Regions from separate parts of the Sus scrofa genome. Here all the other regions are linked to region 4. A link is a contact called in public Hi-C and HiChIP or PLAC-seq data. All regions are on one chromosome and are shown on one strand. Each heading gives the region's core, a stretch centred on a gene start, on an enhancer-like site or on the middle of the called end of the contact. The rest is flanking DNA. Distances are from core to core; before and after follow the strand shown.

Evidence for each region. Hi-C and Micro-C count contacts between places; a contact is called where the count stands out from the background. HiChIP or PLAC-seq counts read pairs in DNA pulled down with a chosen protein or histone mark.
Region 1: a contact with region 4 is called in a Hi-C map of mesenteric adipose tissue, with 1.9 times the contacts expected there. The contact joins the promoter of SCYL1 here to the promoter of POLA2 in region 4. A contact is called at or near these places in 1 of 5 promoter capture datasets (liver), 7 of 47 Hi-C or Micro-C datasets (embryonic fibroblasts, heart right ventricle, mesenteric adipose tissue and 4 more) and 1 of 2 datasets of contacts at active chromatin or transcription factors (alveolar macrophages).
Region 2: an H3K27ac HiChIP or PLAC-seq map of alveolar macrophages shows a contact between it and region 4. The contact joins the enhancer-like site here to the promoter of POLA2 in region 4. A contact is called at or near these places in 1 of 5 promoter capture datasets (fetal liver), 5 of 47 Hi-C or Micro-C datasets (heart right ventricle, mesenteric adipose tissue, omental adipose tissue and 2 more) and 2 of 2 datasets of contacts at active chromatin or transcription factors (alveolar macrophages and skeletal muscle).
Region 3: a contact with region 4 is called in an H3K27ac HiChIP or PLAC-seq map of alveolar macrophages. The contact joins the promoter of VPS51 here to the promoter of POLA2 in region 4. A contact is called at or near these places in 1 of 5 promoter capture datasets (liver), 3 of 47 Hi-C or Micro-C datasets (embryonic fibroblasts, epiblast stem cells and retroperitoneal adipose tissue) and 2 of 2 datasets of contacts at active chromatin or transcription factors (alveolar macrophages and skeletal muscle).
Region 5: an H3K27ac HiChIP or PLAC-seq map of alveolar macrophages shows a contact between it and region 4, with 4 times the contacts expected there. The contact joins the promoter of LTBP3 here to the promoter of POLA2 in region 4. A contact is called at or near these places in 1 of 5 promoter capture datasets (fetal liver) and 1 of 2 datasets of contacts at active chromatin or transcription factors (alveolar macrophages).

Annotation. Positions count from the first base shown.
Region 1 is chr2:6,729,790-6,735,073 of Sscrofa11.1, reverse strand. SCYL1 (N-terminal kinase-like protein) reads left to right here and starts at 1,597. Exons shown (of 18, transcript XM_003122558.5): 1 at 1,597-1,802; 2 at 2,152-2,292; 3 at 2,493-2,615; 4 at 2,698-2,924; 5 at 3,359-3,449; 6 at 3,527-3,682. The coding sequence starts at 1,692.
Region 2 is chr2:6,755,763-6,761,128 of Sscrofa11.1, reverse strand. LOC102163816 (a long non-coding RNA gene) reads right to left here. Exons shown (of 4, transcript XR_002341443.1): 1 at 3,256-5,366; 2 at 2,555-2,770. Among named protein-coding and RNA genes, the nearest start is that of SCYL1, 25 kb to the right of the region's middle. Within about 2 kb of position 2,343, at least 72 of the 83 cell types and tissues checked have an H3K27ac peak or open chromatin away from gene starts, as enhancers often do. A contact at or near this core is called in alveolar macrophages, fetal liver, mesenteric adipose tissue and 4 more, where this site is marked.
Region 3 is chr2:7,092,941-7,098,296 of Sscrofa11.1, reverse strand. It overlaps VPS51 (vacuolar protein sorting-associated protein 51 homolog), which reads left to right and starts at 3,399. Exons shown (of 10, transcript XM_003122565.5): 1 at 3,399-3,730; 2 at 4,190-4,319. The coding sequence starts at 3,506.
Region 4 is chr2:6,947,931-6,953,278 of Sscrofa11.1, reverse strand. POLA2 (DNA polymerase alpha subunit B) reads left to right here and starts at 2,990. Exons shown (of 18, transcript XM_013994111.2): 1 at 2,990-3,997. The coding sequence starts at 3,919.
Region 5 is chr2:6,699,003-6,704,428 of Sscrofa11.1, reverse strand. It overlaps LTBP3 (latent-transforming growth factor beta-binding protein 3), which reads right to left and starts at 2,974. Exons shown (of 28, transcript XM_021082854.1): 1 at 2,113-2,974. The coding sequence starts at 2,446.

The sequences.
Region 1 (5,284 bases), core at 348-2,847, 220 kb after region 4:
TTTTGTTTTGTTTTGAATGAAATAAACTCCTCACATTTATTGAGCACTTTCAGTTGCAGGCCTTGTTCTGAGTATCTTGCATATAGAACCTCAGTCTCTTTCTTTTTTTAAAAAAACAGTACTGATGAAATTCTAGCACCAGGAGGTTTGTTTGTACAGACAAGGAAATAAGGCACAGAGAGGCCAAGTAACTTCCAAGTGGGTTACTGTGTGCAGAACTGCCTGATACAGTGTTTGACACATAGTGATGAACAAGTTTTAATTTCCTTTGTGTTTTGTTTTATTTTTTAAAATCTTTTTATTTTATTTTAATTACTCAAATGAATTTATTACATCTGTAGTTGTATAATGATCATAACAATTTGATTTCACAGGATTTCCATCCCACAGCCCAAGCACATCCCCTCACCCCCTAAACTGTCTCCTCCGAAGACGATAAGTTTTTCAATGTCTGTGAGTCAGCATCTGTTCTGCAAAGAAGTTCAGTCTGTCCTTTTTTCAGATTCCACATGTGAGTGAAAGCATTTGATGTTGGTGTCTCATTGTCTGGCTGACTTCACTTAGAATGATAGTTTCTAGGTCCATTCATGTTGCAAAAAATGCTGGTATTTCGTTCTTTTTAATGGCTGAGTAATATTCCATTGTGTATATGTACCACATCTTCTTGATCCACTCCTCTGTCGATGGACATTTAGCTTGTTTCCATGTTTTGGCTATTGTAAATAGTGTTGTAATGAACGTGACCTTACTTTTGGAGAAACCATTGCCAGCCCAGCCCCTCCTGGATGCTGGGCTCTGTCCAGCTAAGGAGCTGGGTCTCCTCCAGCATGAATGGCATTTGAGCTGTTGACACCATTCTGCCACTGACAGCCCCTATCTGCACAGGTGCTGGGGTCTGGAGGTGCTGACCCTGGAGACACAGAGCCAGTTCTACTGAGCCCAGGAGAGCAGGGGCCCCTCCTGGCCTCCTGGCTTCTTCTGAACTTGCTGGGCTGTTCCTCCTACCCTTCTTTCCTGGGGTCACTGCCTTTCCCCTCCCCAGGTCCCCTCTCCCTGTCTCAGGGTTCCTAGACCTCCTCAGGACCTTTGCTTCCCTCTCTGCCTCTCACCCACGCTCCTTCTCACCGGCTTTGCTTCCTTGTGCCTCTTCCCTGGTCACTCAGTCATTCCACCAACTTGATCCTCACCGCATCCTGGAGGTGCCCACTGGCTGGTGTGGGAGAGCGTCTGGTTTGGGGAGAGTCATCTTCTCTAAGTCTCTTCCTCACTCCTCACTGAACCCTGCACCCCTTCATGTCTGTCTCTCTGACGATTTCCTCTGGCGTCTCCCCATCTCCCCGCCTCCTTGTCTCCGTTTCCCTATCCTCTGTCCCTTCTCAGGCTTTCCACATTTTAGATATAAAGACACAGAGGCCCTGAGAGTTTGGGTGATCCGCCAGGGCAGGGGGTGAAGGAGGGTTGGTCTCCCCAGTACCTGCCGCCCTCGGATCCCCGCCCCGCCCACCAGCCCCGCCCCGCCCACCAGCCCCGCCCCCACGAGGCCCCGCCCACACAGACCCGCCCTCGCCACGGCCGACCCCGCCCCCGTCCCGCCCCCGCCCCGCCCCGCCCCGGCTCGGGCAGCGGGAGGACCCGGAGCTGAAGCGCCCGAGGCCGCGGCGGCGGCGGCGGCGGCGGCGGCGGCGGGGACGATGTGGTTCTTTGCTCGGGACCCGGTCCGGGATTTCCCGTTTGAGCTCAGCCCGGAACCTCCCGAGGGCAGCCCGCCCGGACCCTGGGCCCTGCACCGCGGCCGCAAGAAGGTGAGCGCGGCCCCGCTCCGCAGGCCTCGGCCGACCTCGGTCTCGCCTAGTCAGCGCCGCCGGCCCCGCCGCGTCGCGCCCCGCCTGACGTGGCTGCGGAGCCTCTAGGGCAACGGGCCGGGGGAGGGGGACGGGTAGTGCCGACGTGGCGGGCGGAAGGACCGAGGGACCAACAGGCGCACCCAACCGGGGTTACGTGGGCCCGACTCAGTCCCCAAGGGCTGTCCTGGGGGGAGACCCGGCCGGCGGGTCTTCCTTTCCGGTACTTAGCTCCGGGGACCATCTCGGAGATGGAGTGGTCAGCTTGGGGCTCGGCCCACACCCCTGAGGCCCCTCTGTTCTGCCCCAGGCCACAGGCAGCCCGGTGTCCATCTTCGTCTATGATGTGAAGCCCGGCGCCGAAGAGCAAACCCAGGTGGCCAAAGCCGCCTTCAAGCGCCTCAAAACTCTCCGGCACCCCAACATCCTGGCCTACATCGATGGGCTGGAGGTACCTACCGGCCGCTCAGTCTGCTCTGTCTCTGCCCCTCACTTTCTCCCAGTCTCCTGCTCCTGCCTTCCTGCCCCTTCCCAGCCCCCTGCCCCAGTAACCCCCAGATTTGACTTCCCCTTCTCCACCCGGTCCCCATCACGTCTCTCATCCCCCTGCTTCTTCTCCACTCTGCGCTGATACTCCACGTCCTTCTTCAGACAGAAAAATGCCTCCACGTGGTGACGGAGGCTGTGACCCCGCTGGCAGCGTACCTCAAGGCTCGAACAGAGACTGGTGATCTGAGGGAGATGGAGCTCTCCTGGGGGCTACACCAAATTGTGGTGAGGTGGGGGGGTAGTGGTGATGATTGCAGGGATGGGGGGGCTGCAGGTACAGGGCTGTGATGGCTCCTTCTGTCCCCAGAAAGCCCTCAGCTTCCTGGTCAACGACTGCAGCCTCATCCACAATAATGTCTGCATGGCCGCTGTGTTCGTGGACCGCGCTGGGGAGTGGAAGCTTGGGGGCCTGGACTACATGTATTCGGCGCAGGGCAATGGTGGGGGTCCTCCCCGCAAGGGGGTCCCCGAACTTGAGCAGTACGATCCCCCAGAGTTGGCCGATGGCAGTGGCAAAGCAGTCAGAGAGAAGTGGTGGGTGACTGGGGGCGGCATGCCCCAACCTGCCCTGTTCTGGAAGCCCCTGCAGCTTCGGGCCCCCTAGATTATATGTCACTCCCTTGTCCCTTGCTGCCCAGCTGGGAGGGGACCAGGGTCCTCAGGGTGGGCCCACTCCTTGCTCCGAGGATCCTCAGGGAAGTAGGGCAGGATAAACACAGACTTTGGGGTTAGGTGGTTCTGAATTTGAAAATTGTGTCACCCGGGGTGGGTGTCTTTGCTTCTCTGAGCCTCAGTTTCCTTATCTGTCAAATGGGGCTGATGAAACCTACTTCTCGGGGCTGATGGGAGGATGAGCTGAGGAACAGAGCACAGGGTCTGCCATGCAGTGAGTGCCTGGTGCTCAGCATAGGTTGGAGTTTTATGCTGGCAGGTGGCTGGGCCTTGAGCAGCTCTGGTCACTGCCTCAGGTCAGCCGACATGTGGCGCCTGGGCTGCCTCATCTGGGAAGTCTTCAATGGGCCCCTACCTCGTGCAGCCGCCCTGCGAAACCCTGGAAAGGTGAATATCTGACCCCACCCCAGCCCCTGTCCGCCAGCCAGGTGGCCCCTGCCCTGACCTTGCTGCTTCTCCCACAGATCCCCAAATCACTGGTGCCCCATTACTGTGAGCTGGTCGGAGCCAACCCCAAGGTTCGTCCCAACCCAGCCCGCTTCCTGCAGAACTGCCGGGCGCCTGGAGGCTTCATGAACAACCGCTTTGTGGAGACCAACCTCTTCCTGGAAGAGATTCAGGTGAGCCCCCTGCCCCACTGTGGGCTTTGGCCCGACGTTCTTCACCCAGTCTCCACCACCCACTTTTCAGGCCCCCTGAGAATTAGACCCTTGGAGATGAGCACAGACTGTAGAGCTAGGCTCTCTGTGCTTAAACCTTGGCTCCAACTGTTATTTATGTGTGACTTCCCTTGGCTGACACTCAGTCCCAATAATAGTACCTACTTCAAAGAAGTTTGGTGAGGAGTCAGTGAGTTTGAAGTGCGTGGTATAGTGCTTGGCCCCTAGTAGGAGCTTAGTGTCTGCTCCTGGCCCCCTGTTAACTGCACACTTACATTCTAGACCTGTCCTGATGCTGGGCTGTGGTGTGGGTAGCAGGGTGGGGAGGGAGAGTCAGGCTCAGACCCCTGCCCCCCAAGGATGATCCAGCTGAGGATAATTGGACCAGGCCTCCATCTCACTGGGAGAAAGGGACAGAAAACATAAAGGAAGAAACATGTGCTTCCTGGGATGGGGATAAGGCCAGGAGAGTGAGGGTGGGGTGCTCAGGGAAGGGCTCTCTTAGGGGTGATTTGAGCTGAGACCTGAAGAGTGTGAAGGTGGGAGGCACGGGGATGGTACCCGGGGAAGAATGTTCCAGGCAGAGGGAACAGCAAAAAATGGAAGATGGTGAGGAGGGAGCCCTCGGCCTAATCTCTTTGAACCTCCGTTTCCGTATCTGCATGACGAGGTTAACCGCAGTACCTGCTGACCACAGGGAGTGAGGGGGAGAGGCGCTGTCCCGCTGTCCCGGACACCTGCTCTCACCCAGCCTTGGTGCCTGAGAATCTGGAATAAAGGGCGGGGGCGGGGGGGTGCCTGGATGGTTGGCGGAAGTTTAACTTAGGCAGGGGCTTGGAGGGCCTTGACGATGAGGTACCTGAGTGGCATCTTGAAGGAGAAGGTGCTGGAATCTCTGAGCCCTGTTGCCTCCTGGGCAGTGTGGGGACAGCATGAGCTCTGTTACCTGGAGTTCTTCTCACATGGTTGGCTCTGCAGGCGGCCCTTCTCCTTAGTGTGTGCCCCGTAGGAAATAGGCTGTTAATGGCAGTTGGAGGGGCCCAGAGGCCCCGCCTCCTGTCGTTGGGTGGGTCGGTGTGGAGAGCCCAGCTGTGACTCTCAGTGTGACCCCATGGATGTGGTTTGGCCTCTCTCTGGGCCTTTGCTCCCCTGAACTCTGTCGTCAGAGCGCCGAGCTTGCTCCCCACGCTAGACTGAGCTGCTTGAGGGCCAACCAGGTCCTCCCCAGCCCCGGTTAGAGGTCACCTCCGCTGGGCCAGGCAGTGGCTGTGGCGGTGAGGGTGCCACAGAGGTCACAGGAATTTGGGAAACACAGAGCACAGAGTTATAATCCCTGCCCGGCTGGTGACCTTGAGCCTTGGCCGCCTCCTTTGTCAATGGGGGTGTGACAGCCCTTCTTCACCGGGTGCAGCACAGCAAGGTGCCACACCACTGGGTCACAGCTTCCCCAAGACTGCTTCTTAGCTGTGTGATTTTGGACAAGCTCCTTGCCCTCTCCGTGTCTCAGCTTCCTTGTCGGATTAGTTCATCTGTGTAAAGGTTTTATTTTATTATATTTTTTTG
Region 2 (5,366 bases), core at 1,094-3,593, 190 kb after region 4:
CACAGGCTGTTTGTCAGGGGAGTAATTGCCAGAAACCAGAACCAAGGGCCTCCTATTTTTAGTGAGGGCTCTTCTGAGGGTGGGGTGGGTGCGGAGCACAAGATGAACCTCCAAAACGGACTAGCCCTCTTATACCTAGGCCCTTGGGCCCAAATGAAGACTAGGTTTCAGAGTAAGGTAGAGAAGAATAAACAGGGTATTGAGAGCCGCTGCCTTAGGACCTGATGAAGTTAAAAGGCACATGGATGGAGGCCAGAGGAAAGCTGCCTTAAAGAAAACTTAGTTTTTTTGTTTTTGTCTTTTCTAGGGCTGCTCCCATGGCATATGGAGGTTCCCAGGCTAGGGGTCGAATTGGAGCTGTAGCCGCCAGCCTATGCCACAGCCACAGCAACCCCGAGCCGCATCTGCGACCCACACAACAGCTCACAGGAACGCCGGATCCTTAACCCACTGAGCAAGGCCAGGGATCGAACCCTCAACTTCATGGTTCCTAGTCGGACTCGTTAACTACCGAGCCACGACGGGAACTCCAAGAAAACTTAGTTTTATGTTAAAGGGATCCTTAGCTCAAGAGAGTTGACAGAAGAACACTTAAGCAAGTGTATTATTTACCTTCTCACCAAAGAACATGGTGATTTTAGGCCATCTTGTTTAAACACATCTTTCAGGAAAAAAAGAGGCTTAGTATATCAGGAAGTAGAGGAAGCAATTAGAGCATTTTGGAGACAGCTAGACAGTTCTGAGAAGCAAGAGCTAGGAGAGATGAAGGCAGTAAATCTTTGGGCCTAGTGTCCATAACCTCTAAAATGTTTTTCACTTACCAACTGGGAAAACAAGAATATTTGTCTCTTGCTTTGGCAAGCCATCTCTCTGCACAAGAGACTTCTGAGTGCTGAGCTTCGTTCAAATCTCTTTCCCCAGATTCAGGGAGAATTAGCCAAGTGACATACAGCCGTTCTAACAGTATCATCCATGTGTAAGGCGGATGGAGACGACTGGTTTAGCTGCACTGACAATTATTTAAAGCACTTTAGGACTCTTAAAATTCATTTCAGCAGCTCCGCAGTGGGAGACAGATCTCAGATGACAGACAGGGGCTAGGTCCTCCCCCAGCCCTAGCAAAAACATCAGTTGTGGGGGCTGACAGAAGGACTGGGTGAGGGTGGGGTGGGAGGTAGTGGGGGAGAAAAAGAGGTGCAGTGAAGTTGAAATCCTCGATTCAAGAATAGGTTCAGGTACTAATTAGCTGTGTCTGGTTTTAGGCAAATCACAAACTCCCCAGGCCCCCAAATCCCCATCTGTAAAACGAGGTGACCCAACTCAGTGTTCCTCCTTCCAGCTGTAAAATTCTACTAAAAATTTTCCAGTCCCAGAGCAAACATCAAGACTGAGTCTGAAGGGAACCATCTGCATCTCAGTAATATTCCACTCTTCAGGGAGAAAGACTGATTAAACAAGAACAGCTCTGCCAGGGACCATTTAAAATAGCTGCTTAAACTGGCCCTGCTTTATTTATCGTGGCGGGGGACGGGTGAAGGTGGAAGGTTAACAGGAGACAGTACTCTCAATTGCCAGAGCCCCCAAGCCTGCTTCGAGATCCTTCCACAACCATTGCCAGCAGTTTTAAAAATACAGACCGGGGACTTTTTACAACTCCTATGTCGTTATTTAGTTGCCATCCTAACCAACCCCACGATACTAAACTCCATCTTCCCCTGCCGGTGTCACTGTCTAAACACACACCATCTCAGAGGTTCTGAAATAAAGGGTGGCCGTCCCCACCCTGTCCTGACCTCCACGCTCTAAGCCATCGCAAGCCCTGGCGCTCTCCATGTTAGCTCACCACCACTGGATTGTTCTAGAAAAAAAAAAAAAAAAGTGCCCAGGCAGCTGCAAGGTCTGAGACCCCTTTGAACATTCTAGACACTAAGATCTGGTGACATACACGCACTCAAGGGATGTTACGATAAACAGAATTTGATACCTCCAAGGGAATGACGTGCAAATTTTTCATTAACAGATGACTTTGCGACAATAAGGAGGAAACGACAAAGAACAGGAAAGGGGAAGAAAAAGCCGACCCAGGCTGGAAAGGGAAAGAGGGCACAGGGCCGGCAAAGGAAGAGCTGCCCAAGAGCGGTCCGAGGGCGAAAGGGCAGCCCGGAAGGTCCTCGCCGGGGACCAGGTCCGCCCTCCCCCACCCCTTTCCCCAGGACCGGCGGGGGCCCTGTGGGGGCGGGGCGCGCGTGCGCAGTGGCGGGCTGCGCCAACCGCCATCCCTCCCGGAGGCGGCCGGGACCGGCTGGAACCGGTTAGAACCGGCGGCGCCCGCCCGCGAGCCTACGCCTCACAAAGGGAGGCGGCGGCTCACGGCCAGCATATCCCTGCGCGAGGCAGGCTTGGGGGGGGCGGGGGGAAGGGGCGCGGCGCTCGGGTAGCACCCCTCCCCCACCGCTTCTCCCTTTTCTGCGGCCGCGGGCAGCGCTGGGCCGGGAAGCCTGTCCCCCACCCCCTCGGCCCCGGGGGCTCGCGCCCACCCCGCTGGGCCTCTCACCTGCTTCTTCTTCGCGCCTCAGCCGCTTTAGCCGCTTGGAAGCCGGTATCTGGGACGCTCCCTGGCGCCATTGTCATTTCTAAGTCCTCAAGCCTCACTCGGGTCCCCTTTGCCGCCCTGGGGACCGAGGCTTCTCCTAGAGTCCTTGAGACACAGCAGCCAGTTCCGCCCTGGCGCTTCCCTCCGCTTTTCCACCCAGGTGGGAAACACGGGGTGCTTTAAAAATAAAACCGCAGAAAGGGAGGCTTTGGGTTTGGAGAAAAATTTTATTTTCCTCCCAGCTCCACTTTTAAAAGTCTTAAAAGGAGTCAAACCAGAGATAATACAAAATACGTAAAAACATTAGAACCTAGAAAAGCAGACCAGCAGTAAAGGTTCGTAAATAATTTGAGAACAAGTTCCCTCCCCCACTGACGGCTCAAGGTCGCAATATCTTCGGAGGTGAAACCTGGCCTTTTCAGATAATTTAAAGAGGACATGTAAAGTTAGTTTTGATTGGACTTAGGTTTTGAACACTTTAGAGAGACAGGCCTAGAAGCTTAGAGACGGTTCACGTTTGAAAAAGTTAATCCAGGCTTCATTTAAAATGTCCCAAGAAGGCAACAACCAAAAGCATGGGGGGAGGGGTGTCCTAGCTGATGTTTCCTACCTACTAAATCAACAATAAAAACACGAAGTTTTTCAAATTAAGATAAGCCCACCTGGATGCCTCAATTTTGGTCCTAATCCCTTGCGATGCGTGACCAGCTCTGTTGCAGGCAACAGTGGTAAAGAGTGGCTGTCAGACATTTTCCAGAAGTGGATTTCCACATTTAGTCCAATTCTTACATAGATCACCTGGGCTGATCGGATCTCACGAATAAAATGGCAATCAAGACGGTGTGGTATAATCCTCAGGACCTGCGGCCCATGGGGGCGAAACTCCCACCCTTCGGTCCTTCTAAGATGGCTCCGCTCTATTTGTGAGGCTGAAGCTCGGTTACATAATGGAAATGAAGGCCATCAGCAAACTTAGTTTTACTTTCCTAGCCTCCAAAGCACTAAATTGTACCTACTGTACTCCAAGGAAACACAGAAGGTATTTTAAAAGCTACTAAAACATTTCCAAGTAATTCTGAGTTTTTGTCAGCTGTTTGATGGTCTGTTTAAACGTGGTTTCCATTGTTTTTACTCAAGTTTTCAGTTCAAATCTACTTAAACATCTGGGTACAGAGTTTGCGAGCAAGTTATATAAACTGTTAAGGAAAAACCTAGAGTCTTATAAACCAGATTCTATTTTTAACTCCTTCCGAGGAACTATTTTTGCTTCCCTCACAAAGGCGGCGGAGGGTTATTGGATGACGGGGGTGTGAGGTGTCCTTGGGCTATAAATACGCCGCGCGCTGCGGGTCGGGAGGCAGGCATTGAGGCAGCGAGAGCAGAGACGGCTGAGAGGCAGGAAACGCTTCTTGAGGAGACCGCAGATAAGTTTTTCTGTTAAGATAGGGATTACTCTTATTCTCTAGGAATTATAAATTAGCGAAAATACTGAGCTGTAGTTTTGAGTTAAATTCGTGAGAGTAGATTTGATAATTAATAAGAAGGTCTTATTTTAGGGGAAAATGGAGACGTCCTTAAAAAATAGTGTGAGAAAGGAAGAAAGAAGAAAAAAGATAATATTAGAACATGACGGAGGTTAAGAGCTGAAGCTTCTTCATGGAGTGAGAAAGCTAATTTTAAAAGGAGTTGCCGAGACAGGACTGCAAAGTATGGAATTTTAAAGTCTTAAATTGAAGGGCAGCTTTTTAGATTATTGTTCAAACGTAATGCTATAAATAGAACCTAAACAATACTTTTAAAGTCCAGTCGTAGATGGATTAAAATGTTTTAAAAGCCATCTTTAAAGGTCAGTTGAAGGTGATTTAAGAAATGCCTTCAAATTCACGGCGCGATCAAAACTGCGTCATTTGAAGCCTTAAGGCTTTCTTTGGAAGTTGATGGAAGTATTAGTGGAGAAAGAAGATTAGAAATTTGAAGTGGAAAACTCGGAAGACAAGTACAGGAAGGTGAAGAAAAGATTAGTGAAGATAGGAAAACTAGAAGATAAAAAATACGGCTTTTAGAAGACAGAAAAAAACTAAGCCCAGAAGGTAGGAGGCAGAAGACATCTAGAAAGAGAAGGTTGAAAAGATGTTCGAGTGTTTGAGGTAGAAAATGAGAAACAAGCTGTTGGAGACAAGCATACAAGATAGAGGTCCAAGTAATTGGAAGATAGAAAAGTCCGAAGCCAAAAAATTGGATAAGTACAAGACGCAAAACTAAGAAAAATAATTTTTAATAGTTCAATTTATTTAAAAAGCCCATCAACTTTAATTTGTGGTGGTGCAGAAGTTAGATCTGAGAAGAGGGTTTTAAACTACAGTAGACCAAGACCAACTTAGAAGAATATCTCGAAGCTGTAGAGGGAAGTAAATTTAAAATCACAGCAAAAAGCTACTAAAAAGACTGATGTAAAAATTAAGGTAGACGGAAGAGTTAAAAATTTGAAAGGCCTTAAATCCATACAGTAGTTTAGTTTCTTCTGGAAAACTTAAAGGACGATAAATTCAAGAGCGAGGATAACCAAGTTAACATTTTTTGCATTGGACTTTGAGCTAAGATGAATTTCTAAACCCTGAGGACTAGGCGCTAATTAACAGCTGACCAGGTGCTACACAGAAGTGGATTCAGAGAACCTAGGAAGACAGCAGCAGACAGGATTCCAGGAGCCAGTTTTTGGTGAAACTAGGACTGAGGAGCGAGCGGCAGTTCGTGAAGATAGGAAGGAGGAGCC
Region 3 (5,356 bases), core at 2,150-4,649, 140 kb before region 4:
CCCACTCGGCAGGTTAAAGGATCTGGCGTTGCCGTGAGCTGTGGTGTAGGTCGCAGGCATGGCTTGGCTCTGGTGTTGCTGTGGCCATGGCTTAGGTCTGGTGTTGCTGTGGTTTTGATACAGGCAGGTAGCTTTGGCTCTGATTGGACCCCTATCCTGGGAATTTCCATATGCTGTGGGCACAGCCCTAAAAAGCGAAAGAAAAAAAAAGGTGCAGGGCCCATCGTGTTGCGGAAGGGCCAGCATTCCTCGCCATCCCAACCAATGCTTTGTGCTCCTGGGTGAATCTTCTCACTGAGTCCCTGACAGTTGTTTACAGGAGGTAGCGTGGGCACATCCTTCAGGTGAAAGATGGGCTCAGGATAGTGGAGGGGGAGTTGTAGGTCCGCAGCAAGTCTCGGGCAGAGGAGAGGCTCAGTGTAATCTCTCCTAATAAAATCTCTCCAGTATAACTGGAGGGCGTGGCCAGGTGAGGGCAGGCCTGGGCCGGATCGCACCGCTCCAAGTATTTGTTCCAGCCCCTCATGGGGAGGGAGGAAGGGAAGGAACAACAGATTCTCCACAGTTGTGCCAGGACCTTCCCCATACCCTCCCCAGGCGGGGCCGGGAGAGCCCCTGGCTTTTCCATCTCCTCCCCAGATGTTCTTCCAACACATGTTGCCGACCAGCTCTCCACGCTGTGCCACCTCCCTGCACTCAGCATTTTCACACCCATCACCCCTGCCAGTGCAAGAGTCCCAGGAGAAAGCTGGGGCTGGTGGCACAAGTCCGATTTTACTACACCCGAGTCTGAGGCCAAGAGGGCTTGTCAGCTCAAGTTTTCACAGCCAGTGAGTGAGGGGATCAGTACTGAGATCCAGTTCTACCCCAGCCTGTGGAACAGGTAGGGACAGAAGCCAAGAAGGAAACATTTCCTCCGTACATGTAGGAGGTGAACACTTCAACACCGTCAACAAGATAAGCCAGAAAAATGACCGGAAATGATGTGGAGGGACGTGGCAGGCTCCCAGGAGCTAAAGTAGAAAAGTGGATGTTGAACTTGGCCAGCCCCATTGCCTCCTGTTTGCCCCAGAAGCTGGGTCCCAGGTCAATCCAAGACCCCCTCTCCTTCCTTAAAGCAGTAGTGTTAGAGCCTGAGAACTTCCATATGCCACACCAGTGGCCCTAAATAAGATAAATAAATATTAAAAGACAAAAACAAAATCCCCCAAAATTGGTTGATGTCCTACAGGGCAATACAAACAAAGTTTTGAGGTTATTTTTCAACTGGCTATAAATGTTTTGCATTGCTCTGGGGCAATATCTAGCAAAATCAAACAAGTGTACAATCTGATGGGTGATTAAATAATCCTCGGGTGGGCTTGTTAAATAATGCCCCAGTATGATATTGGACAATCATGCTACACTCTTTGTCTCTATTCCAAATTTTGCATAATAATTTTAACAGTATTGTGTAGCCTTTTGTTTTGCTTTGATTTTGACCATGCCCAAAGCATGCAGAAGTTCCCAGGCCAGGGGTCAAACTTGCACCAAAGCAGCAACCAGAGCCACTGCAGTGACATTGGATACTTAACCTTCTGCACAGGGAAACTAATTCCCTGCAATGTTGCTGTTTTTTTTTTTTTGGCTTTTTAGGGCTGCACTCTCTGCATATGGAGGGTCCCAGGCTAGGGGTCTAATTGGAGCTACAGCTGCCAGCCTACGCCACAACCACACCAGATCCAAGCTGTGTCTGCGATCTACACCACAGCTCACAGCAAGGCCAGATCCTTAACCCACTGAGCAAGGCCAGAGATCAAACCCGCAACCTCATGGTTCCTAGTCAGATTCATTTCTGCTGCTCCACAACAGGAACTCGCCTGCAACTTTTTTTAAGTTGTTGTTGTCTTTTTGCCTTTTCTAGGGCTGCACCCGCGGCATATGGAGGTTCCCAGCCTAGGGGTCCAATCGGAGCTGTCACTGCCTGCCTACGCCAGAGCCACAGCAACGCAGGATCCGAGCCGCATCTGAAACCTACACCACAGCTCACGGCAACACCGGATCCTTAACCCACTGAGCAAGGGCAGGGATCGAACCTGCAACCTTATGGTTCCTAGTCGGATTTGTTAACCGCTGAGCCACGATGGGAACTGCAACTTTTTTTCAGTTTATAGATTTCTTGGAGTAGATCTAAATCTTTGTATTCTCTTCATTTTTCCTAAGATTATAGCTTCATAAGCTGAAATCTTCACGTGTATTTTTATATACCCTCTAAACATCCCATTCATTGAGTCAGCAAACTTTTTGTGTGAAAGAACAGATAATAAATGTTTTAGGTGTTGCCAACCATATGATTCTGTTGCAGCCACTCAACTGTGCTTTGTAGTGCAAAAGCAGACATAGGTAATATGTAAACAAATGAGCATGATGTGTTCCCATAAAGCTATTTATTTATAGGCACTGAAATATAAATTTCATATAACTTTTGCATATCATGAAATGTCATTCTTTTTCAACCATTTAAAAAGGGGAAAAAATTCTTAGCTTACAGGCAATATGAAAACAGGTGGAGGGCTGTGTTTGGCCTGCAGGATCCCTGCCAAAGAATAAATAAAGTTGTTTCTGTTCCACCCCTGGTTCCCCTCAGTCCATCATAAGTAATATTTCAAGGACCACACTGATGAAGCCTTTTTCTCCTTTTTCATCCATTCAAACTCGGCATGTCTCAATCTGTACTCTAAGTCGTTCCCTATCTTCAGCTCTTCACCTAGGTGAGCTGTAACTTTGTTCAAAGAAAACCTGAGAATTATCTTCACCATCTCCACCCAACCCCTCACTTAGCACATTCCATCAGTCACTTAAGGTTTGCCAAGTGTGTCTTCTAAGCACAGTATAATGGGAGTTCTCAAATTCAAGTGCACCAGAACTACTTCAGGACTTAAAAGAGAGAGAGAAGCTAGAGCTGAAGGGAGTCCGCTTCTCAAGGTGCTGCTACGGGTAATTCTGAAGCCATTCTGATGAACATCAGAGGACCAGGCCATGCAAAACGCTGCGCTAGAGGCACTGTGCCTGCATTTAATCCTCGTACCTCCCTTGCGAAATATGTACCCCAATATTAGGAATCCGGGGGAAACTGAAACTGCTGCTCCCGTAACAAGGTAGTGGCAGAATGCCAGGCATAAGCTCTCTGGCTCCACGGCCCGCGCTCTGTCCACCGAGTCTAGGGACGTATTGCGTGGGCTCTTGCCTGCGAGGGTGCGGGGTTGGAAGCCACAAGCCGCCCTCCTTCTGGGAGGACAGTTCCACAAAATCCTTACGCCTGAGAAGCTGGGGGAACCAGGGCTCTCAGGAACCCCTCGCTTGGGGAGGAAGAATGCGGGGTGGGAACTCTAGTCTCGAAGGACTCAGGGCTGCGGGGGGACGTTTCACCTGAAGGACTGCCTCGTTGCAGCAACTCTATGGCTCCCGGAAGTGCCTCCTCCCGGTCCCCTGCCCAGCCTCACGCCCGTGGGCTGCAGTTGGAGCCATGGCGGCGGCAGCCGCTGGGCCTGGGCCGGGGTCTGGACCTGGGGGCTCCCCGGAGGGGCCCGAGGCGGACGCTCCGGAGCGTCGGCGGAAGGCGCACGGGATGCTGAAACTTTACTACGGCCTTTCAGAGGGTGAGGCGGCGGGGCGCCCCGTGGGGCCGGACCCCCTGGACCCGACAGACCTCAATGGGGCGCACTTCGACCCGGAAGTGTATCTGGACAAGGTGTGTGTATGGGGGAGGGAGGGGGACAGGCCCTCGATATACTGCACCCCCAGATGAGGGGAGCAGAGGTTCATAAAAGCAGGACGACCCTGGGCCGGGCAGTAGGGGCAGAGCTGGAGGATAAGAGGGCGTGGGGAAACTCGTACTGGCCTGAGATGGTGCGAAGTCTGAGGTCTCCTGGACCGATGTTCGAACAGACCCGAGATACGGGGCGTGGCCCTGGCGCCGACAGGCGTAGAACTGGTCCGTGACAGCATCTGAGGATTTCAAACGCTGACACATTCCTAATAGAGTCCAACCTGGTAATTCCCGAGCTATGCTACTTGTAGGCTCCTTACCTGAGAGCCCTGACAGGGTTGAGATCAGAGTTTTCTTGCACCGAAAGCCTACCAGTTAGGGGCAAGGCTGGAGGACATGGGTGCCCCCTGTCCTGAACACTAACCACCCGATTTCTTCCAGCTGCGTAGAGAATGCCCACTGGCCCAGCTGATGGACAGTGAGACCGATATGGTGCGGCAGATCCGGGCTCTAGACAGCGACATGCAGACCCTGGTGTATGAGAACTACAACAAGTTCATCTCAGCCACAGGTGATTCTCCTACTGGGACACACTCCACACAGTCCCATATTCCCCAGTTCCTCCTTTGTTGGGGAAGCCAGATTCCAGTCCTGCCCTGACATTAATCCACTCTCACGCCTCTCTCTCAGAGCCTTTGTGGTTTGATGACGAGTCATCAAACAGTATTAACTGTTCTCAGAGGGTTGTTTTGGGGACCAAAGAAAAGAAAGGACAAATGAAATTTTTAAAAGAAACGAATTTATCTGAAGCACTTAGAATTTCCAACAGTAAGGACGGCTCAGTAATGATTAGTTTCTCTCATTAGTGGTAGCTTTGTTCGCTGATTCAGGTCTGTCTTGAACATGAGCTTATCACTCTTTCTCTCTCACTTTTTTTTCCCCTTTTCTTCCTTTTTCTCTCTATTTCATTCCTTCCTTGCCCTTTCCCTCTTTCCCCTTGCTTTCTCTTTTTTCAATGAAGCGAAGAGACAGAAAGTGTATGACAGTAACACACAAAGATCATATAAAGGGGTTTTGCCCCTTCTTCCCCCTTTATTCTCTACTCAAGACAGTGCTAGACAATGTTCAGCTGTCATCCACACTAGCTTCTGTCCTGTGTTGAAGAAACGCACTCTTCAGTTCTCTGTAATAATTTTGGACCCGCATGTCCTTGGTCCTATGGATCTGCCTGCAGTTTATAGGAATGTTCCGGGAACCTCTGGCACTCGTTCTGACAATTCTTATTCTGCTACTGTCACAGCAGTGGGTGTAGTAACACATAATCGCTGTTCTTTGATCTGATTTGAAGCAGGTTCAATGAGCAGGTGCCCCTCTATATGTTAATACCAGCATCAAACAGCAAGAAATCATGATTTCTATGCTGAGAAATTTCTCCCAGGAATTCTGAATAAGTGAACGCACAAATAAAAGTAGTAATAAGTGCTATGAGCAAATGTAGAGCAAGAGGAAAAGATAATGTGTTGGGGGGGAGGTCTGTCTTTAGATAGGGTAAGTATGAGAAGGCCCCTCTGAGGTGGTGACGTTTGAGCAAGGCTTTGATGAGGAGGA
Region 4 (5,348 bases), core at 1,741-4,240:
GTGGCAAGCACTTTATGAGGTAAGTGAAAGCATTATGCTGTATACCTTAAATTTATGCAATGTTGTATGTCAATTGTATACCTTAAATTTATGCTATGTTGTATGTCAATTATATCTCAATAAAACTGGAGGAAAATAAAAATACTTTCGCTAAAAAAAAAGAGGTTGGGGAACATATGTATGCAATACATCTGATGGACAGTGGTTATTGTCCATGGCAGAGATCTGCAAACATTTTCTGCAAAGAGCCAGACAGTAAATATTTGAGGCTTAACAGCCACACAAGGTCTCCGTCACAACTATTCAAGTCTGTCTCTGTAGCACAAAGGCAACCACACACCGTTCATCAACAAATATGCATGGCTGTGTTCCAAGAAGACTTTATAGGTACTGAAGTTTGCATTTCTTGTAATTCCCACACATCATGGAAAATTAGTTTTGGGTTTTTGTTTTTTTGTTTTTTTGTTTTTTTGCCTCTTTAGGGCAGAACCTGTGGCATATGGAGGTTCCCAGGCTAGGGGTTGAATGGGAGCTATAGCCACTGGCCTATCTCACAGCTCATGGTAACATCAGATCCTTAACCCACCCAGCAAGGCCAGGGATTCAACCTGTGTCCTCATGAATGCTAGTCTGGGTCATTAACCGCTGAGCCATGATGGGAACTCCGGAAAATTAGTTTTTTTCCAACCATTTAAAAAAGTAAAAACTATTCTTTATTACTGGCCTTATGAAAACAGGTGGCTGGTCAACTTTGGCCTAAGGGCCATAGTTTGCAATCCCTGGTCTTTGATATACAAACAGCTCCTGCTTACTTGGTAAGAAAAGGCAAAGGACAAAAGCTGGAAACCTGCAAGTTGTAGAGGAAATCCAATGGCCACTAAGCATTTGTAACAGGATGTAGAATGAGCTTTTTCCCTGTCATCTGAGTACAACACATGATAAGCAATCCCACATTCTAGAGAGGGTCTTGACATGCTCTTGAAAGCTTTCCATAAGAGCTCAGAACCAGTTGCTGGACTCCCCCATCCCTCAAGGATGCAGATAATCCCCCCGTATGCAGATAATTACAGACAGCTCCGAATTCAGAACAGGAAAGCGGGTGAGCAGCATTGTTCTTAGCCTACTTCACACCAGTGCAGATGACTTGCTAACTCTCCACTCTGAGACATATTTCGGTAATTATGAATGAAATTATACCCAATGTTGAAGGCATTCCTTTTTTGTTTTGTTTTTTTTTTTGGCTTTCTGTCTTTTCTAGGGCCGCTCCTGTGGCATATGGAGGTTCCCAGGCTAGGGGTCTAATCAGAGCTGTAGCCACCAGCCCACACCAGAGCCACAGCAATGCAGGATCCGAGCCGAGTCTGCAACCTACACCACAGCTCACGGCAACGCCGGATCCTTAACCCACTGAGCGAGGCCAGGGATCGAACCTGCAACCTCAAGGCTCCTAGTCAGATTCATTAACCACTGAGCCATGACGGGAGCTCCAGGCAGTCTATATTTCAAAACAGATCATGCCATTGTTCCTAAAACTTCCTCTTTTGTTTTTTTCTTTGTTGTGCTCTTTGGGGTCAATGGCTTTTTCTGCTGGAACAGTGCCCTCTTCACACTGCTATAAAGAGATTTTGCAGATGTAATTATATTCCCAAACCAGTTGATCTTAAGAAAGTGGTCCTGGAGTTCCCACTGTGGCACAGTGGTTAATGAATCTAACTAGGAACCATGAGGTTGCAGGTTGGATCCCTGGCCTCACTCAGTAGGTTAAGGATCTGGCATTGCCCTGAGCTGTGGTGTAGGTCGCAGACGCGGCTCGGATCTGGCATTGCTGTGGCTCTGGCGTAGGCCGGTGGCTACAGCTCCGATTGGACCCCTAGCCTGGGAACCTCCCTATGCCACAGGAGCAGCTCAAGAAAAGGCAAAAAGACAAAAAAAAAAAAAAAAAAAGAAAGAAAGAAAGAAAGAAAGTGGTCCTAACCTAACAACAGGAGCCCTTTAAAAACAGTGTCTCTGTGGGAATGCAACTTAGCCAACACTTTGATTTCAGCCTTACTGAGAATGCAGACATGCTGTGTCCAGACTTCTGAGCTACAGCTCTGTGGACAAATAAAACAAATGCTGTTTTAACCCACTAAATTTACGGGTTAAATTATCACAATAATTTACAGTAAATAATTACACAGCAATAGAAAACAAATATATGCTTTATTGCTTGTACCCAGGTGAACTGCTCCCACCCTCTGCCATTTGTACCTACCAGTAAGAAAGAAGCCTAAGATGGTTTTCCCTCTCCAGCCCTCCCCCAACTGTGGTTTACATGCAGACTACACCCTGTTTCACATGGTTGGTTTGAGGCCAAGACAGGACTCTTCCTGGCTTTTCTTCCCTCATCGTATGCCCTAAAATGCTCCCTAAGTGTCTCTGGCCTCTGCAGTGCAGTCTTTTTTTTTTTCTTTTTAGGGCTGCACTCTGGCCATATGGGAGTTCCCAGGCTGGGGGTGGAATCCGAGCTACAGCTGCTGGCCCACGCCAGAGCAACGAGGGATCTGAGCCGCACCTGCAACCTACAGCGCAGCTCACAGAGAGAGGGGGCAGATCCCCAACCCACTGAGCCAGGCCAGGGATCCAACCTCATCAGCATAGATACTAGTCGGATTCATTTAGAGCTGCGCCACAATGGGAACTCCCCATGTAGTGAGGTCTTGAGAATCACTGTTCTAGTGATAGCCTGTACTTTCCTCCCCGGATACTCAGTTTCCATTTATTTTATTTTTTACTGTAAATTACAAAATGAGCATCTTTGTTTATAAAACTTTGGATTCTGGCCGGTTTTCTTAGGATAAGAAATGCTAAGTCAAAAGAGAATGAACAATCTTAATAACTGATATCATACTGCCGAACTTTATTCTAGAGACTCTACCAACCTACCATCCCATTAGCCAAGTATGATGCCTAGCGTTATTTGATCTAAGCTGAGCCAATGGAGATTTGGGCTCCAGAAAATAGACCTATACGACTGTGGCTGTGACTACTGGTGGTAGCCGCGATGATAACCATGGCAACCAGATTCCCTAAGGAAGTCGCGCTGAGTGCAGAGATGATGCAGAGATGACGCGGGAGACAAGAGCAGGGACAAGACTTTCCTCTCCCGCGTGTTGGACACAGAATGTTTGAGACATTTGAAGGCACGTACACGCCACGGCCTGCGCACGAAGGCACGGACAAAAGGGTGACAAGCATACATCACAGAGCTTCGCGGAGCAGACGGTGGCCGGAAGAGTCATCCGCGACTGGTACAGAACCGCGGTTTCCATGCAGGGAGCGGGTGAGAGCGGGCAACAGCGCGCCCGCGCCTCTCTTCTGAGCCCAGTAAAAGATGACTGCGCAGCCGCGGTAGGGCGGGCCGACCATCAGGCGCACACGCGCGATCCGCCGTGCGGGCGTTCGTGCGCACGCGCCCTCGGACGCGCGTGCGCGCGCGTAGTCCGGGAACAGAGAGAAGGAAGTCGAGGCGAAGGGGTGGGGTTGAGCGGGCCTCGCGCATGCGCGCGCCGTGCAAACCATTTGGCGGGTTTTTCCGGCCTGCTCGGTTCTCCCGTCACAGAGATGCTCCCCGGTGGCTTTTAGGAAGTAGGGCCTTCTCCCCTAGAAGAGTGACTTCTCAAGATTTCTGCTCCCTTCCTTCAGGCATTTGGGAGCTTCGGGAAAAAAAGAAAATAAAAAGTATTTCTCTGAGACTGACGGCCAGGGCTTTCTGACCGCCTGAGGTCTTGGATTATTTGGTCACTTTCGGTCTCAGCCCCCCGGAGAGCGAAAGGATCGGAGGAACCGCGTCCTGCTCATCGATCTCCACGGCCGTGGGTTTCTTGGCGTCAGGTCGGAGCTGGGTGGGCTCGGCCCCGGCCCCCGTCCTGGGTCATCATGGCCGTGTCCGCCCAGCTCTTGCGGGAGGAGTTGCAGATCTTCGGCCTAGAATGCGAGGATGCTCTGATTGACAAATGTGAGTCCCTTGCCCCCTCCCCGGGCCCCAGCCCAGGCCCACGCTCTCGCTCCGTGTTCCCAATCGCCTAGAACCCAAAGGGAGGCGCTTCCGGGGGGTTGTGAGGTGAGTTAAACTGAGTTTTGAGGTTTGGCGTGTGGGGCCTTTGAAATGCTCACAGGGTACTGCTTGGATCCCAGCTCAAAGGAAAGAATATGAAGCACAATTTTAAATCGACGCAGTTTCCTAAAGGTGAAATTGGGACGTGCCAGGTTCTCATCTCCGAATTTGGAAATTGTTTAAGCCTCGATAACCAAGCAAGAGATGTTGGGGCTTTGAAATACAGCCTTTTCTGGCATCTCCCTTTCCAGCCTACACCTAAACTTCTGCTGATCCATCCCTTTTCATCAAAACTGTTTGGTCTGTGCAAGTATGAGTTTCTTGAGGTGGGTTCATAAAATTGAATTTTAGCTGGGAAGGGACTTTAAGGAGACTGTGAGCTGTTCACAGCTGGAGAAACAGATAACAGAGAGTTCATTGGCCTGTCCCCCATTCCAGTGCTGCATTGCATTGGTTCATCTTATTGGTCAGGCTCCGGGGCAGTGTCCAGAGTTGCTGGAAGCCAAGTCTCGGGAGGTGTGGACGTTCTCAGTGTTAGAATCAGGATGATAGTGCATCTGCCTTAATCATGCATCCACACATTGAATTTCTTTTTTTAATATATAAAACCAAAACACAAACATGTTCATTTAGGAGAGACCAGAATACTCCAAGTTCTGAAGCCCAGGGCATTCCCTTCCTGAAAGGAAACTTAAGTGAGAAAGCCAATCACAGTTAAGAAATTTATTTGGTGAGCTTGAAAGCAAAACAAGAGAAGTTAGTTGTTGTGTGAACAAAATTTGTAAAGGCTTCAGTTCAAGATGCCTGCTGCTCACATAGGACATTGGCGGTGGTATTGGAGTTCTAGCCCTTGAAGTCAGAATCGCTCACCTCGCTGGGATGTTTACATTGTCCGACAGTCATGCCGTATTTCCCTGGTCTGTCCACTTGGAGTCTCCTGATGACTCAGTGCCACCTTCTCCTTGAACATCTTCTGACCCGCTCTCACTCTCAGCTGATGAACTTCCTGTTTTGCTGAGAAAGTAGAAGGAATTAGAAAACTTTTGAGTGTCCTTGTCACTCAGTGGGTTAAGGATCTGGCATTGTCACTGCAGCGGCTCAGATCACTGCTGTGGCAAGGGCTTGGTCCCTGGCCCGGGACTTTGCATATGCCGCACGTGCAGCCAAAAGAGAGAGAGAGAAAGAAAGAAAGAGACATGTATAAGCTACCACCACTGCTTCTTCCCACTTACCTGTGTCTGTATCATATTCC
Region 5 (5,426 bases), core at 1,725-4,224, 250 kb after region 4:
AAAGCTCTGGCAGGGTCAGACACCTGCTCATAGCTTGCTTTCCTGCCTGCTCTCGTGGCCCAGAAGGAACCTTCTTTCAGTCCATTCCTGCCTCTGCTCTCTCCACGTGCACCCTATGCTCCAGGACTCACCTCCCATCTCCTATAAAACATGCCACGTCCTCTGCCTCCCTGGCTTTCATCATGCCCCCCCTACCCCCCCAGAGCCTTGTCCCCATCTCTGCATAGTCACATCTCAGCCTTCCAGTCTCATCTCCTCCTCCAGGAAGGGAGCCTTTCCTCATATCCCACCCACCCTCCACCCAGCTCTGCCCAACTCTGCCCAGCACTCAACATGGTTATACTCAGGTCTGTTCCCCACACCATAAAGGGGGCCTCAGCTCTGGGTGCCAGAGAAGGTGCAGCAGGAATGAATGAAGGGGCGACTCATTGAGAGGACGGGATCTCTGTCTTACTGTCATACACTCATATCTGAAGTCCAGCCATGGGGACCTGAGCTCACGCTCCAGCCCCAGCCCCAGCCCCAGCCCCTCTCCCACCTGCCGCATGGCTGCCCTCCCTTCCCAGGATGGGCAGGTGGGGGTACTACTCTCTGGAAACCTGAGGGCCTCAGAGGGACAGCCCACACACATGGCCATCAGGGCCTGGCTAAGAGCATCCCAGACCAGCCCATCCTGGCTGGCCTCCTGGGGCCAGGCTCTCAGGGCAGAAGGGGTGTGTTCTGGGCTGGGGGAGGCAGGATCCTCTCCTTCCTGCCTCCCAGTGAGTCACCCATAGCGGTGAGGGTGACCTCCCAGTGACACCCGCCCACTGTGGCCTGGGCGCCGAGCCTGGGGGATGTGGGCAGCACAGATGGAGACAGCAGCCTGGGCAGGACGGCCAGGGGGCTTGGGAGGCCGGCCTGTGTACACTCACACGCACAGTCATCTCATCACACACACACATGCACAGACTCATTCTGACACCAACACAGGCTTACATAAACACTCCCATAGTGTCTGCACACACGCACCCAAGACAACTCAAAGAAACACGTACTTAATCCCAGGGTGCTGCTCCAAAGCCTGTGTATGCCCTCATGTGTGTGCCATGCACCAGCGCACAGGCGCGCGGGTGCGCGCGCACACACACACACACACACACACACACACACACACACACCTCATGAGAACGGGGAACCACATCTGTGGGGTTCCTCGGGTCTGTGAGTGGGTATGTGAGTATAGAAAATTGTCAGAGGGGCTGTTTTGCTGGTGCCATCCTGGGCCTGGCCTAATTACCCTGTCCAGGAGGGTAATTACTGCGGGGACACCTCCCCCAGCCTGGCCCATAGGGCTCTGCGCGGGGAGAGCTGGGCCCCAGGCTGGCCCTTTGAAGACAGATGTTGGGAAAGCGGGGGCTCCAGGTGGACCTGGGGACTTATCAGGGCTGGCTAGGGGGGAGACCGAGGCAGAGCTGTGGAGAGCTTATCAGGGAAGCACAGAGGGGGCATCCGGAAGGAGAGACTGAGGCCCCCAGCCAGCCCCCACCGCCAGTGTTAGGCCTCAACTCCCCTCCCCTCTAAGACCTGCCAGTCACTAATTCCCTCACTCCCAGCCCTGACCTTAGCTCCTCCTCCCAGAGAATGCAGGTGTCTACCGCTGGCAGGCCCTACTTTAGACATTTTTTTAGAGGCTTTTCCTGTTTCTTCAGCAAGTCTGTTTCTTGGGGGAATACTCAGCCCTTCTCTGAGACTTCCTGCCCCTCGAAAGCACGCATCCCTCAAACCCCTGCCAGCTGACCCGGACGCCCTCTCAGAATCCAGCACTTTTCTAGAGGCCGGTGCTGGCCAGGACCCCAGCCTTACAGCCACCTCAGGCCTCAATCTGAACCCAAAGCTGTGCAGTCCGGGCTTCCACGCAGCCCTCCCCTCTCCCACCCCAGGACTCTAGCCTCCCAAGCACCGCCCCCACCCCCAGCCCCCGGCCCTCCTGTCCCTGGAGCCCCAGCCCTCAGGCCCTGCTCTGAACCCAGCCCCCACCTCCCGTGTCACCTGGCCTCCCCTGCCCTGGATCCGGCATTCGTCGCGGTGCTTGCCGTCCCCGCTCCCCCTGCCCCTGCCCCTGGCCCTCACCCACGCGGAAGCCGGAGCCCGTGAGGGTATCGGTGCTGTGGCCGTTCTCTCCGATGAGCGTCATGTTGGAGCCCTGCTGACAACTGTCCCGACACTGGCCCTTGAGACAGGTCCGCTTGCAGATGACGGGCGCAAAGACCACCTTGAAGCGCTCGCGGGCCAGCGCCCCGCCCCCGCCAGCGCTCCTCTCGCCCGCCGGCCCCCCCTCGGCCCCGCCGCCCGGGCCCAGCAGCAGCGGCAGCAGCAGTGCCAGCAGCCCCGCCGCCCCCGCCCCCGCCCCCGCCCCGCGCATCTCAGGGGCCAGGCCTCCAGCAGCCCCACGGGGCCCGGGCATCCGGGGCCGCAGGACCCGGGGGGCGCGCCCGGGCGGGGGCGATGGTCCCGGCGCCCGAGGAGGGGAGCGAGCGAGCCGGGAGCCCCGGGAGAGGGGTAGAGAGGGCCGCGAGGGAGAGGATCGGAGGAAGCGCGCGGGGAGGGGACAGCAGGCGCGGGCCCGGGGAGAGGCGGAGAGATGGAGGCTGGACTGCGGGGCGCCCAGAAACTTCCACCGCCGCGGGAAGGAGCCCCGCCACGAGCCGGGGCCGGCGGCCTGCGAAGGCCGCGAACTGAGGCCGGAGCGAGGAGGCCGGAGCAAGTGGAGGCGGAGAGGAGGCGCGAGGGGAAGGGAAGGCTGGGCGGCCGGCCCGCTCCGCGCCTCCCCCGGCCGGGCTGGGCTCCCGCGGCCGCCGGGAAGCAGGGAGCGCGCGGGGCGGACGCAGGGAGAAGTGAGCAGTTGTTTTCCCTGGCTGGAGCGCGGCGCGGCGGCGGCGAGGGGGGCTGGGACGCTGGCCCCGGGCCAGGGAGACAGTTTTTTTCGGTTTAAAGCGTCGTCGCTGCCGCCTGGGGGAGCGAGGGTGTGCGGGCGGGTGGAGGCTGGGGGCGGTCCCCGCCCCAGATGCCCGCCCCGCCGGAACCCGCCGCCGCCGCCGCGCTGGGCCCGCTCCAGAGGGCCCTCACCTGGGACCGCGGGCCGCCCCGCCGGATTCCTCCGGGCGGGGCCGGGAGGCCCGCGCCCACCTCCGGCCCGCGGGCATCAAATTGGGCCACCGAGGCTGGGGGAGGCCAGGGGGGCAGGAGCCCTGCTTCTTTGCGCAGGACTGTCTCACCACCCCAAAGTCACCTCTCATTAGTTCTGGTCCAGTCCCCTCCAAGCAGAGGACTCAAGGAGGGAGCACCCCTTAGCCAGGGCCTCCGCGGTGGCCCAGCCAGACGGCCCTGGGGTCCCGGAGAGGAGCCGATAGGACCAAGCTTGAAAGCCAGTTTCCCTGCCCGCCCCCCTCTAAATGGCTTTCCTGGTGCCCACCCTGCCCCCACCCCTTTGCCTTGTCTGGCCGGGCTGGCGGGGCTGGCTCTGGGCCTCAGACACTCCGGAATCGCCAAGGTCTGAGCTCAGGACCTGGCCCCCTTCCCAGGCTAACAGCCGGGAGGAGGGGGGTGATGCTTGAGGGCCCCGGGGCTGGGGAGGGGCACAGCAGGGCCCCAGGGCAGGGGGTGGCAGGAGCTAGGGAGGGGGCTTGAGTTTGGTCAAGGCTGGAGAGGGGCCAGGCCTGTCCCCTGGTCTGGAAGTGAGGCTCTGGAAGGCTGCAGTGTCCTTGGTCCCACGCCATACCCAGGGGGTCTGGCCAGGAGACCCTAGGATTCAGTCTCTGACTCACAGAACTCAGCAGGGGGTGGGCGTGACCAGAACACGACGCAGTCAAGTCAAGGTGACACCCTCTCTCCGAGGGGATGAGGGGTTGCCCTCTGACTGAGGGAATGGGGGTTCAGGGACTTGCCTTCAAGTCCCCGAGCACACCTGTGCAAGGAACTCATGGTTTTTCCCTTGAGGGTGGGCTTATCAGGGGGCGGGGGCTGAGGGAGACCCTTTAGTGGACCCCTGCTGAATTGCTCAGTGGGCTCAGGCTCTGTGCAGACAGCCGGGAATTGCAAAGGTAGGATGGGAACAATCCTGCACCCCAGGGGAGCTAGGAGGGTGTGTAGCAGCAGCCCCCCCCCCCCCCGCCCCGCGATCCCTCGGGTCACACACTGAGGCAGGAGATAGGACTGTTTACCACCGGTCAGGTGTAGGGCTGAGCATTTTGTTTTATTTATTTATTTATTTTGTCTTTTTTAGGGCCACACCCACGACTTCGGGAAGTTCCCAGGCCCTGGGGGTCAAATCAGAGCTGTAGCCACCAGCCAACGCCACAGCCACAGCGAGGCTGCAACCTACACTGCAGCTCACATCAACACCAGATCCAGACCCTCTAACCCACTGAGGGAGGCCAGGAGTCGAACCCAAGTCCTCATGGATGCTAGCCACATTCATTACCTCTGAGCCGCAATGGGAACTCCAGGGCTGAGCGTTTTGTAGTTATTCTCCTTCATACGCATCTGAACCTGACCTCCTCTGTCTTGAGCAGGCCGTGACTCACCTTGCAACACGGCATAAACAGATGAGGGTTGGAGCCCTAATCTTTCTGAATCTCAGTTTTTTTCACCTGTAAAATGGGCATCTATTCATTCAACAAACTAGGAACCTGACACATGCTCTTGCTAAAGAGTCGAACCAATCTCTGCCCTCTTGGCGCTTCTGTCCTGGAGGAGACAGACAGTAAATCATTTCCCACATGGAAAGCTGTGACAGAGGTTGGTGCTGGGACAGCGAAGAGCAGGGAGCTGGAAAGAAGGGCAGTGGCGGGACCTGGAGGTCCAGGAAGCCCCTGGGAGAAAGGGACTTTTAAGCCAGAAAGAAGCTGGAGGAGGAGCAGGAGTTAACTGGGTGCGAAGCCAGCCCAGCTGGGGAAAGCCTGCAGGAGGCCCCAGGAGATTGAAGGGCCTTCAGCGGACAATTTACTTACATAGGAGCATGGGGTGGAGTGGGAATGAGGGCTAGAAAAGAGACTCACTTCTCCTAGGAACCGAGAGAAGGCGAGCTGAGCAACGGGGTGGAACCAGGGAGAGAGAGAGCATCCGGAGGCGGGAGGCCTCGTGGGGAGTTGAGGTTTTATTTCCATTGCAGGGGGGGCCGTATCAGGGCAAGGGGTGTGTGTTGCCACCTTCCCAAGAGAGATGATGCAGCTTGGCTGTTGTGGAGATGTGTTTGGGAGGTGGAATCTGGGGATGAGGTGAAGCGGAAGGTACCGCAGAGGCAGGTGCTGTGAAGGGCTCCCGGGTGTCTGGCCTGAGCCCCTGGGTGGGTGAGGAAGGCAACGGAGGAGAGGGAGACCAGGGGCGGGGGGGGGGGGGGCGGGCTCTGTTCGGGACTTGCTGAGTTTGAGATGCTTGTGTTGATC